Linked DNA regions of Triticum aestivum: regions 1 and 3 are each linked to region 2. The links are chromatin contacts, called in public Hi-C maps. All regions are on one chromosome and are shown on one strand. Each heading gives the region's core, a stretch centred on a gene start, on an enhancer-like site or on the middle of the called end of the contact. The rest is flanking DNA. Distances are from core to core; before and after follow the strand shown.

What was found. Hi-C and Micro-C count contacts between places; a contact is called where the count stands out from the background.
Region 1: a contact with region 2 is called in a Hi-C map of leaf, with 5 times the contacts expected there. The contact joins two enhancer-like sites. A contact is called at or near these places in 2 of 5 Hi-C or Micro-C datasets (both in leaf).
Region 3: a Hi-C map of leaf shows a contact between it and region 2, with 2.3 times the contacts expected there. The contact joins the promoter of LOC100192166 here to the enhancer-like site in region 2. A contact is called at or near these places in 3 of 5 Hi-C or Micro-C datasets (leaf and an unstated tissue) and 1 of 1 datasets of contacts at active chromatin or transcription factors (leaf).

Annotation. Positions count from the first base shown.
Region 1 is chr6D:125,787,012-125,791,382 of IWGSC CS RefSeq v2.1, reverse strand. No RefSeq gene overlaps it. Among protein-coding and RNA genes, the nearest start is that of TRNAS-AGA, 54 kb to the right of the region's middle. Within about 2 kb of position 3,117, at least 3 of the 8 cell types and tissues checked have an H3K27ac peak or open chromatin away from gene starts, as enhancers often do. A contact at or near this core is called in leaf, where this site is marked.
Region 2 is chr6D:126,028,837-126,033,228 of IWGSC CS RefSeq v2.1, reverse strand. No RefSeq gene overlaps it. Among protein-coding and RNA genes, the nearest start is that of LOC100192166, 140 kb to the right of the region's middle. Within about 2 kb of position 1,493, at least 7 of the 8 cell types and tissues checked have an H3K27ac peak or open chromatin away from gene starts, as enhancers often do. A contact at or near this core is called in leaf, where this site is marked.
Region 3 is chr6D:125,884,997-125,889,363 of IWGSC CS RefSeq v2.1, reverse strand. It overlaps LOC100192166 (WRKY transcription factor WRKY71), which reads left to right and starts at 1,842. Exons shown (of 2, transcript XM_044563060.1): 1 at 1,842-2,237; 2 at 2,345-3,639. The coding sequence starts at 2,073. The coding sequence ends at 3,226.

The DNA of each region.
Region 1 (4,371 bases), core at 1,868-4,367, 240 kb after region 2:
CATTGAAGGCAAGTTCGGGGGGTACTGAGGGAGTCCTGGACTAAGGGGTCCTCGGGCGTCCGGGCTCTTTCACATGGGTCGGACTAATGGGCCGTGAAGATACAAGCAGAAGGCTTTTCCCCCGTCTCCGGGTAGGACTCTTGTATGCGTGGGCAACAAGGTTGGTGTCCGGATATGTTGTTTCCTTCCCTCACGAACCGACTCTGTACAAACCTAGGCCCCCCGGTGTGTATATAAACCGGGGGGTTTAGTCCGTAGAGGCTATCAGAATTCTCATAGGCTAGACAACTAGGGTTTAGCCATTAGGATCTCGAGGTAGATCAACTCTTGTAACCCCTATACTCATCAAATACAATCAAGCAGGATGTAGGATTTTACCTCCATTAAGAGGGCCCGAACCTGGGTAAACATTGTGTCCCACTCGTCCTTTGTTACCACCAATCCTCAGACGCACAGTTCGGGACCCCCTACCCGAGATCTGCCTGTTTTGACACCGACATCCGCCACAGCCAAAAATGCCCATATATTCATATTTCAATGTTCAAAACTTGTTTGCATGTCCAAATATTAATTGTCTGAAATAAAAATAGTTTTACAACCCAATCGTAATTGTCTCTAATAAAATAGTTTTACAACCAAATCAAAATTGTCTTGAATGAACATAATGAACCAATACATCTATTGGTTGCCAATGTGATTCCACATGTGCTCAACCAAGTCATTTTGATGATCCAAATGAGTGTGCCAATCACGCGTTTCATGATGAAATTGGGCAAACTGTTCAAACATGGCCGGTTCTTGGTGCAAGGGCTCAACATTTTCACCTTTAAAATCAAATCCTTGGTCGAAGATGCTGTTATCACGCTCGTCCTCGACGATCATGTTTTGCATTATCACACAAGCAGTCATCACATCCCAAAGCTTCCCTTCATCCCATGTCAGTGCAGGGTTTTGAACGACACCCCATCGGGATTGAAGCACACCAAAAGAACGTTCCACATACTTTCTAGCACTCTCTTGCATTTGGGCAAATCTCTGTCTCTTCCCCCCTTAGGGGTTCGAGATTGTCTTCACAAAAGTTGACCACTGAGGATATATACCATCAGCTAGGTAGTATCCCTTATTGTACTGGTGGCCGTTGGTCTCAAAGTTGACAGGTGGGTAGTGGCCTTCTGCAAGCCTTGCGAAGACTAGAGAACGCTGCAGCACGTTGATATCATTATGAGAACCTGCCATGCTGAAGAAAGAGTGCCATATCCAAAGATCTTGCGAAGCCACTGCTTCTAATATGACAGTGCACGCTTTAACATGCCTCTTGTACTGGCCCTGCCAAGCAAATGAACAGTTCTTCCACTCCCGGTGCATACAATCTATACTGCCAAGCATGCCTGGAAAGCCTCTAGCGGCGTTGATCGCCAACAACCTTTCTGTATCTGCGACATTTGGCTGCCTCAAGTACTCAGGGCCAAACACTGCCACCACGGCCTTGCAGAAGTTGTACAATGACAGCAGACATGTCGACTCACTCATGCGCACGTACTCATCCACCAGATCGCCTGGAATTCCATACGCAAGCATGCGGATGGCCGCGGTGCATTTCTGGTAAGAGGAGAATCCAAGCTTGCCAAGGACATCCGTCTTGCACTCGAAGTATGGCTCATGAGCAAACACTCCCTCTCGGATACGATTGAACAGATGCCTTGCCATACGAAAACGGCGACGGAATTTGTCCGGCTTGAAGAGCGGGGTATTCGCAAAGTAATCGGCATAGAGCAGGGCGTGGCCTCTCTCTCTCTCTCTCTCTCTCTCTCCGTGTTGCGGTTCAGGTTGGGAGCACGGCTGGGGACTGACCCACTGTACCGAGGAAGCTGCCGTTCAATGTGGTCGTGAACGACGAGTGCAGCCACCACAAGATCTTCGTCATCCGAGGACGAATCGTCCCATGAATAAATGAAGTGGTGGAAGAAAAATTCATCTCCACTGTCCATACCTTTGTGGGCAAAGTGTCAGACACCTTGCGGTCGTGGTGGCAAAGAGGCCGCGATGAACACCTCGATGAAGCAGGGGTGGTTGGCGGCCGGCTATTGGCCGCTCTAGAGCAGCCGACGGAAGCTGCCGTGGTCCATATCCGTCGCCGGGGGTCGTATCCCCTCTAGCACCGGCTACGACGGCGACGGCCAAATCTCCTACAACTGACGGCCAAAACTCCTAAGAAAGCGCGGGCGTGGTGGCGGCCATGTCGAGACGTGGTTTGGTATGGATGGCCGGGGGGGTGAGCAGTGAGGAGGCGGCCGGAGAATAGTGGCGGCGGAGTGGGGCGGGGGAGAGCGGGTGGAGGCGTTGGAGGCGAATGAAGTGCTAGTGTCCCCGATAGGCGGGCCACGGGGAAGACAAGGGCGTGCGTCCAGCCCATCCGTGCGATGTCCGTTTCACTCCAAACGCGGCGCAAGTTTGGGCTGGGAATGGGTCGAAAACAGACAAAATCCGAACATCTATCCGTTTAAGACCGCGTGTTGGGCCGCTTTATTCGTCCGTTCTACCGCAAACGGAGTTGGCCTTATTTCAACACAACATCGTCTCCACCATCTGATCGATATCGCTAGGCAAACAAAATAGAAGAAGAGAAAACAGAACAGATGAATGGATCTCCGCTCCTCTTGCCACTCACGAGGAAGGGGAGTGGACCAAGAGTGCACGGGGGAGAAACTTAGCTGCGGCAGCTAGGGTTGAGAGAGGGTGCTTGATACGGCGGTTACTTTTGGGAACCAAGCATGTGCCAAATTGATGTTAAAAAGGTAGACGCAGAACCGTGCTAAATACAAAATCCAGTCGCCGTTGACTCCCACGTGTTGCTCAACTCCGAAGACGATGAGGTAAAAAAAACGAAGAGGAAATGATCAGTACGACACGAGCAGGCAGATGTCTTAAATACAGACGTACAGTCCAGAACGCTGCCGGGCCGTCGTTGGGATCCACTTGCTCTCGGACGATAGCAGGTCTCGCGGGAAGGCTCTGCGCTGCAGTCGTCGCCGGTCGCAGTCTGTGTACGACTGACCGACCGCGACGTGCCATGGCATTGGCAGGGTGAACTCCCGCAGACTCACTTTGAATGCGATTCCACAGGGTACGCGTATATCCACCTGGGCTCTGGACTCAGGTAGCTGCATACATACGCGCACTTTGGCACGGCTCTGAACCTCTTTTCTTCCTTTCAAAATCCTATACAATTCGTTGATGCTTTGAAATCAAGGCCGCCGTCTAGTAGGCGTTTAGTGCTCTTCTTTTTGTGTCACCAAAGGCGATCCCGTGGTCGTGCACGGCACTTTGCACGTACGGGGTGCGATAAGTCAGGCGCACGACCGCGACTGCGAGTTTAATTGTGTGGATAAGTCGCCGAGTAATCGCCGTGCCCTTGTTTTATTTGTTGACTGAAAGCCAAATTGGTAGTATTATCTTTTCCAGACCAACATGTGTTAGTTCTTCTTTTCCTGGGTAAGATGGTCCATTTTTCAGGTGGGGTGATCCCTAATTTCGTATGTGCTTTTTTAGGGGTTTGTGTGTGCATTTAGGCCTTCTTTAGATTTAGATCATATGATAGGAATAAAAACAATCATACAAAGGGCCTGTTTGGTTCATGACTAATTTTGCCATAACTAAGCTTAGGTAAGTGTGGCTAACAAAATGATCACCACAAGAGTGGCAAGATTTGACAAAAAATTGAGCCTATAACATATGGACCATATAACTAGAAAAGTGTGGCAAGCAACAAATGTGCCAATGAAGCAAACACATGCCTAAGGTGTTGTGTCATGACTAAGGTTAGACATGACAACCTTAGGTTGGGAACCAAACAAGCCTGAACTGAGATGTCTTAATCCTATAAAATTGCCCCACGTTTCAAAAAAAAAATCCTATAAAAAATATGGATGTCACTTGGATAACAATTAATTTCGTTGAGTCTAGTCTAATGTTCCTTTTACTTGAAATGTGAAGGATTGGTTCCTAACATAAATAGGAATAAAAGTCCATTCCTACAAACCAATAGACTTAAAAATTTGCTATAAAAAATTCTATCCTTTGAAATTTCTACAAAATTCCTCTCAAGCAAAGAAGTTTCAGGCTCATGTACAAAGAGACTTGGGGCTTGCTGGATCTATATTGGGCTCTTTAAAGAAAGCCAGAAGAGTCAGGCCGCACTGTCTATAACTGCAAGCTTGCCAGGCCACACTCAACCCTCAAAAGACTATCAACCGTTGAAGACCTCCTGTTTGGGGCGGTGCTATGTCTTGCTTACAGTAAGACCTAGCGTGCTCGCGTGCCAGATGCATCCTTAAATGAGCCAGCCCAGTCACGCGGGAGGCCACGGTCAAT
Region 2 (4,392 bases), core at 244-2,743:
TTGGGGCGGCGGAAGGTGGCGGCGTCTCGGCAGGGCTTCCCGGCGGCCGCCTGACGCTCGCGGATGATGCTCTCCGCTTCCTGCTACGCCGTGCGCAGTGCGGCCGTGGCCACAGAGGACGTGGGCTGGGGGAGAGGACGGTGGTCGTTGGAGAAGGCTTCGTTGGCGGCGTCGATATCGGCGATGGACCATTCCTCGCCGTAACTGGCCATCTCCCCGTCGAGACGGCGGAAACGGTGCTTGGCCGTCTCCGACATCGTCACCGAGCGGTCCAGGGCCCAGACGTACGTCAGGTCTGGGTCCGCCGCGATGTGTGGCAGGGAATGTTCGAGTCCGCGAACTTGGACCGGCGCGTGGCGTTGCGGTGGGGCCGGTCAGCCGCTTTAATGCAGCGTAGCGGCCAGAGTTGGTTCCTTAGAAACCTGCGTCTGCATTGAAGCGGCGACTGCCGAGAGGACGCGTTAGTCAACGCCGCCCTCCATCCCTCCTCTGTCATATCACGACGTCAATATCGGCCTCCGCGTGCTCTGGGCCGGCATGAATACGGCGTGGAAAGTGATGTGTGCATCCGAAGGTATGCGCGGGGGAGGGGAATGTATCTGGTGCACCTGCACTTGTGGTGCTACCGGTGCACCGGATGCCATAGAATATTTTAAAAAAATTGAAAAAAATTCTAGATGTTAACACAACATCAATGTAACATGTTACAAAATTTCTTATAAAAATTTAAAATATTTTTTGAGATACAAAAACGATAAATTTGACATCAGTGTGAGAACGGGCCAAATCTGAAGCCCAAGTTATGTTATGTACTATTCATTGTTGAATTTATCATTTTTGTATTCCGAGTTATGTTTCAAATTTTAACTTAAAATTTGTGACAACCTACATTGATGTTGTGTGAGTGTGCTAATTTTTTCAACATTTTTTGAACATTTTAAAATGACAATTTGAGTTCGGTGCACCGGTAGCACCACAAGCTCTGGTGCACCCGATATTTTCCACGGGGAAGGAGGGGGGCGATGATGGATTATTGATGGGTCATGGCAGTGAGAAGCGTGCGTGGGACTGGTCCAAACTCCCGCAAACCTCGCCACATTTGTCTTTGATTTACGGGAGAAATCGCGTCCGGACCGTTTCGCGGACTAATACAGGACTGCGTTTGATAGCTTCCATGGTCCAGACAGCACGGTCCAAACAGTCGAGAAAGGTCTGCGGTTCCAAGCCTTGAAGATACCCTAAGATTGTCTTTTGCCCATCGACTGGTCACCTTTTAAGTGTGCGGCTATGTTTCTGGCTGTGATATGGAGAGCCTACTATTTTTATTGTGAACCGTGCACGTCACGGGCGACGTCGAGGCGAGTAGCCTCTGGATGTAGCCTACCGCGGCTCGTGGACTTCTCGATTCTGCCGACAGCCGAGATGCGGATGCACGAGGTCGTGGCGGTGCCCCCCTCGGAAGAAGCCGGTACATGCACGCGACCGACCGCCCGAGTGATCGGGTCCGTGATGCGACTCCGACGGACAGTAGCTGGCGGGCCCACACGCGCTGGGTACAGTTCACCGAACCGGGAAGCGTTTCTGACCATTTCTTTTGAGCTTTGCCAGCCCGACCTAGTGAGTCACGACCTCGCAAAGGCTGGTGATCGGACTGAAGTGAGTCGCGACGTGTACAACTACGACGCGGACGCAAATCTTATCCTTTTTTATTCGTTCGAATCGGCCGAGCAGACAAACATGTCTGCTTTTTTTTAGTCGGTTGATGTGTGAAACGATGGCCTCCCTCTCTCCTTCTTGGTGTTATGATAAATCTTATTTTTGTTATTTGCTCAGTATCCCTGAAATAATGTTATTTGCTTAGTCAATACATACATATATTGATACATGCTACTAATAATTATTGGTGTTATGATATTGGTACATCGTCAATTGTACCATTTACAATGTTCAGATATATTTTGAGTTTGGTACATGCTAAATGTTAACAATCTATTAACCCGTAAGTGATAACTGATAAACATTGATGTGTAGATTCATCCATCTATTGTAACTATGCAAACATGCATGACTAGGATTTTTTTTGAAATTTCCAAAAAAAAAAGTCAACACTGGACATTTTTTATTCCTGAAAGCGCAAAACAAATCCTAAAAGAAAAGTTACTTTTGTATTTAAAATTGCGGCAATTGACATCTCTTTTATATTATTAAAGCATTGACTATGAGTCAGACTCTCTTTCCTGGTGTTATGATAATCTTATTTTCGTTATTTTCTCTGTACCCCTAAAAAATGTCATTTGCTTAGTCCATACATACATATATTGATACATGCTACTAATAATTATTGGTGTTATGATATTAATATATGCGTCAATTATACTATTTACAATGTTCAGATATATTTTGAGTTTGGTACATGCTAAATGTTAACAATCTATTAACCTGTAAGTGATAACTGATAAACATTGATGTGTAGATTCATCCATCTATTGTAACTATGCAAACATGCATGACTAGCTTTTTTTTTGAAATTTCCAAAAAAAAAGTCAACACTGGACATTTTTTATTCCTGAAAGCGCAAAACAAATCCTAAAAGAAAGTTACTTTTGTATTTAAAATTGCGGCAATTGACATCTCTTTTATATTATTAAAGCATTGACTATGAGTCAGACTCTCTTTCTTGGTGTTATGATAAATCTTATTTTCGTTATTTTCTCAGTACCCCTAAAAATGTTATTTGCTTAGTCAATACATACATATATTGATATATGCTACTAATAATTATTGGTGTTATGATATTAATATATGCGTCAATTATACTATTTACAACGTTCAGATATATTTTGAGTTGGTACATAATCCAATTAAAAATTAAAATCATGATGACAAGTTTCATGGATATCATTACTCTTTATAGCATACATGTCATCATAATAATCATCATAAATAGTAACTTTGTTCTCATAATCAATTGAAATCTCTTTCGAAATAGTGGATTCGTCACTAAATAAAGTCATGACCTCTCCAAATCCACTTTCATAATTCTTACAATAAGATTCAACATCCTCCGAAATAGTGGGATCATTACTTCCTAAAGTTGACATTCTTCCAAACCCACTTTCATCAATATAATCATCATAAATAGGAGGCATGCTTTCATCATAATATATTTTCTCATCAAAACATGGGGGGACTAAAAAGATCATATTCATCAAACATAGCATCCTCAAGCTTATGGCTTTGCATATAACGAGCATCATGGATATTCAAAGAATTCATACTAGCAACATTGCAATCATGCTCTTCATTCAAATATTTTATGCGAAACATTTTATTGACTTCTTCTTCTAGCACTTGAGCACAATTTTACTTTCCATCGTTTTTATGAAAGACATTATAAAGATGAAGCATATGAGGCAACCTCAATTCCATTTTTTTTTGTAGTTTTCTTTTATAAACTAAACTAGTGATAAAACAAGAAACTAAGAGATTCGATTGCAAGATCTAAAGATATACCTTCAAGCACTCACCTCCCCGGCAACGGCGCCAGAAAAGAGCATCGTTGACGGGATGTGAGTGTTGCTTACCTAACCTCCCCGGCAACGGCGCCAGAAAAGAGCTTGATGTCTACTACGCAACCTTCTTCTTGTAGACTCGTGTTGGGCCTCCAAGCGCAGAGTTTTGTAGGATAGTAGCAAATTTCCCTCAAGTGGATGCGTAAGATTTATCAATCTATGGGAGGCATAGGATGAAGATGGTCTCTCTCAAACAACCCTGCAACTGAATAACAAAGAGTCTCTTGTGTATCCAACACACCCAATACAATGGTAAATTGTATAGGTGCACTAGTTCGGCGAAGAGATGGTGATACAAGTGTAATATGGATGGTAGATATAAGTTTTTGTAATCTGAAAGTATAAAAACAGCAAGATAACTAGTAATAAAAGTGAGCAAAAACGACATTGTAATGCTTGAAAACAAGGCCTAGGGTTCATAGTTTCACTAGTGCAATTTCTCTCAACAATCATAACATAATTGGATCACATAACAATCCCTCAACATGCAAAAAAGAATCACCCCAAAATTTCTATCGAAGAACGTAGGACGAAAACGTGCATCAACCCCTATGCATAGATTACCCCAATGTCACCCCGGGAATCCACGAGTTGAGTGCCAAAACATACATCAAGTGAATCAATAGAACATCCCATTGTCACCACAGATATCCCATCACAAGACATATATCAAGTGTTCTCAAATCCAATACTCAATCCAACATAACGAAACCTCAAAGAGCAAGACTCAATTCATCACAAGAAGGTAGAGAGGGAAGACACACCATATGATCCAACTATAATAACAAAACTCGCGGTACATCAAGATCGTGCCAAATCA
Region 3 (4,367 bases), core at 593-3,092, 140 kb after region 2:
CGTCGCCTCGTCTGTCTTCCTGAACAAGAAACAAGCCTTCAACGGACACAAAAAGACGTGTAAAAGCAAAGGAGTCCTGCCGTCCGCATGGACCGAGATCGACCATGCCTTCATGGCCTAATGCCATAGGAGACGAGGCAGACCTGTCACGATGCCGGCAGGAAGCAAGAAACCCTAGTCCCCCTTGACCTCGTGAGAGATACAGGCGAACGGGTACTGGGATACACTCATACACAGGTATGCTCTATTTTATTTTTAGTTTTTGCGGTCATGCTCTAATTGACTCTAGCCAAATAACATTAGCGGTACTACTAGTAAGTGCTCCCTTCATAAAGAAATATAAAAGCGTTTAGATTATTGGAGTAGTGATCTAAATGTTCTTATATTTCTTTACAAAGGAAGTAGTAAAACTTGACCATCGGGTGGCAGAGAACGAGCCAGTTCATTCTGGGTAACAACGAGGTCTAGGTCCTACGTGTAACCATTCTTCCTCTCTTCTTATCAACACCGAAGTCTCTGCAGTAACGTGCCAACGGTTCATTACCCGTTTCTGTCCTGAATTTCCCTCGATTCCCTCCATTCTTGCAATACCAAGTCTCCGTAACTACCATGGGATGCTACCAGTAGTCCAGTACCCAGCCGCCAGGGCCATCTCGGACCCGGGCTCCCCGAGGCAACTACGTCCGGGCACGTACCGTAGGGCAAGCAGACGTAGATCAGACCAATGATAGTACGTGAACATCCGGAAATTCCTTCCTAAAAACTGCTATTAGAAGCGAAGCCAACGTCGACGTCGGTCAAGAAAAGGGGCACAGCCAATAGATTACTCCGCATCATCCGTCGTAAACAAGGTTTGATCTGGGCGTGACATTGACTCGTGTGGTTAGCTCACCGGTCTTCTTCCCGAAAGGCAGGCATGTTGGGTCAGATTTTGGGCTCGCCTGGGTTGATCTGATTAGAGCACGCCAGCTAGTAGGATAAATCGTATAGTAAAATTAATTAACCAACCAGCCTGGCTTAGCCGGCCAAGCCCAAACTTGCACTAATAATAAGATGCTACTTCCACGTAGGAGCACACCTCCAACAAGAAGGAAGAATCGGGGAAGTGTTTCCCTCGAATATGACGGGAAAGAATCGTTTCCAGTCTACTCGAGCTCAACTAAGTAGAAAACAAATGGTTAGCCCGCCAAAGTTTTCCTAACAAAGCAAAGTTTTCCTAGCAAGGCACCAAAAGAAAAGGCTAGAGTCAACAAGTCCTTCCTGTCCCCCTCTTTCCAGTCCCTCCTCGCTCCCATTTTCCGCAGGGGGCAAAGCCTAATCGCAATCAACTGGAGTAATAACCATCGAATGAGATTTTTTTTTTAAATAATCATCTTTTGCGAGTGAGCGTACCAAAAGCAAAGCAAAGGGGAAACCTATTTTTCCTTTCCCCCCGTGCATCTCGCGAGCATGTGTGGTGTACTTCTTGACCCGATCACCACCACCACGAAACACTCCCCGAACCGAAGACAGAGGCAGCCGACATCCACCGCGCCCCGTCCCCCACCCACCCGTTGGAAAGATCCCCGGGCAGATTGCCATGCCATGCCGCTAGTAGCACCAACACCCAACAGAAAACGTCGCTGTGAGGTCAGTCGTCACCGCCGATCCCTTCGGCCCCCTCGCGCGCGCGTGCACGCACCCTCCGGTCTCCTTCCGGTGCCTCCACCCCGTCCGCATGCTCGAATTCCATGACCCCCATCCCCGTTTCTTTATTCCGCTTCCTTTTCCTCCGAGCCCTGCGTGGCCAAGAAGAGGACAAGCGTGTGAGTTGTGATGTGACGCGAGCCGCTTCGTCCCCTCCCCCTCCCGCTCCCTCCCTCCTGCGACCCGACCTTCCTAGCCAGCGACTTCGCTAGACCACTAGTCCCGTCTCCCGTGCTTGGCTGGCTATATAACACGACTGCTCCACGCCATTCTCCTCTCACTCGGAACTCGGAAATAGTTCTCCATCTCAACCTTCTCTTCTCCCTTCTCTTCTCTCCCGCGCGTTACCTCGAACCGGAAGCGAACTCTACATCCATCCTCGACCGATGGATCCATGGGTCAGCAGCCAGCCTTCCCTTAGCCTCGACCTGCACGTCGGCCTCCCGCCGATGGGGCACCCGCACCACCACCAGGCGGCGCCCATGGTCGCGCTGGCCAAGCCCAAGGTCCTCGTCGAGGAGAACTTCATGCAGCTCAAGAAGGACCCTGAGGTAGGCACACAAGTCCATACAGAGACGCGTCAAGAACAACGTGATTTTGATTCTGCTTGCCTGGGTGTATGTGAGCTGCAACTGAATATCTGTGTCTCCTTGTATAGGTTGCGGTTCTTGAGTCTGAGCTACAGCGGGTGAGCGAGGAGAACCGGCGGCTGGGCGAGATGCTCAGGGAGGTGGCCTCCAAGTACGAGGCCCTGCAGGGCCAGTTCACCGACATGGTCACGGCCGGCGCCCACGCCGGCGGCAACAACAACAACTACAACAACCAGCCGTCCTCCGCGTCGGAGGGCGGGTCGGTGTCGCCGTCGAGGAAGCGCAAGAGCGAGGAGAGCCTCGGCACGCCGCCGCCCTCGCACCAGCAGCACTACGCCGCCGGCCTCGCGTACGCGGCGGCGCCGGACCAGGCGGAGTGCACGTCCGGCGAGCCGTGCAAGCGCATCCGGGAGGAGTGCAAGCCCGTCGTCTCCAAGCGCTACGTCCACGCGGACCCCGCCGACCTCAGCCTGGTGGTCAAGGACGGGTACCAATGGCGCAAGTACGGGCAGAAGGTGACCAAGGACAACCCCTGCCCCAGAGCCTACTTCCGGTGCTCCTTCGCCCCCGGCTGCCCCGTCAAGAAGAAGGTGCAGAGGAGCGCCGAGGACAAGACCATACTCGTGGCGACGTACGAGGGCGAGCACAACCACTCCCAGCCCCCGCCGTCGCAGCCGCAGCAGCAGAACGACGGCTCCGGCGCGGGCAAGAACTCCGGGAAGCCGCCCCAGGCGCCGACCACGCCTCACCACCCGCAGCAGCACAAGCAGGAAGCGGCAGCGGCCGCCGTCAGCGGCGAGTCGGCCGCGGCGGCGTCCGAGCTTATCCGGCGCAACCTGGCGGAGCAGATGGCCATGACGCTGACGAGGGACCCCAGCTTCAAGGCGGCGCTCGTCTCCGCGCTCTCCGGCCGGATCCTCGAGCTATCGCCGACCAGGGACATCAATTAATCCCCACATCAGAAGACACTGCGCGGCTCAAATTTTCTTGCGGTGGTCGATTACTTCGTTCGGCATTGCTGCCTTCCTCTGCCGCCTCCGTCAAAACCTCAAAGAAAAACCAGCGAGGACCGGACTGCCTGACCGACGACGGAGACGCGATCGGTTCCGGCGAGCCAGGAACGGAGCCACCGCCGCTGCTGCTCGTGTAAATACATCGCCAACACGAGGACGGCGTGGGAGGTCGTAACATGTAATGTACTCTAGTAGCTAGGATAATGCAGTCAGTCATTCAGGAACACGCGAAAGTGTGCAATCCTTTTTTCTTTTCCTTATTACTAGGCGAAATGTTCGTTCCATAATTTCCATGGAACTCGATTCGATTCAATGAGAAAAATCAAAGTCACCGCACATTCTCAGTTCAATCGCTGAAATTTTGTCAATACTCACAGTACCCATGTGCTGCTGCAGCGAGAAATCTCGCGAAGTCGCGAGCTGCGAAGAGAGGAAAATGAGTTTGGCGAGCTTATCCAGAATGGGTCCACGTAGGCAGTGGCTGTAGTAGACTCTACTGGACCCAGCTCGCCGCCAGAATACGCTGGGAAGAGGCCGGAGAATACGCGGACGACCCGGGGCGGGGCCCACACAGGTCGGCCGTGTCCCACGTGCGACGGAGTAGGAGTTGCTACGGTCGCCGCGGGAGTCAGGGAAGCTGGGTGGAAACGGGAGCCCGGACGGCGGCCGGGTGGGCCCGTGGATGGCTGGCTGGGATGGAGTGATTTGTCAAAACACGTGCGGTCGGCGGCCCGCTTCGACGACGCTGCGGGAGGATCGTTGCAACCACGCACCTCTCATTCTCTTTATTTTTCTTCGATTTTTTTGGAAGATTTTTTTTCGACTTTGAAACACACTTCCTTTTGCAAGTATAAAATCTTCAAGGATACCGGGCTCCAGATCTGGCTGAGATACCGTTTTAGGCTGGCCATAGTGGGGATAACATAAATAGTATCATGTACTTTGGACTCGCGAACATGCTTATGTGGCAGGCAATTAAAAAAGAGGAAGATGGTTATAGTAACATACGTAGATACCGTAACATAAAAAATGTGGTGCTACTATGTGTCATGCATGACAATAAATGAGACCACCTATG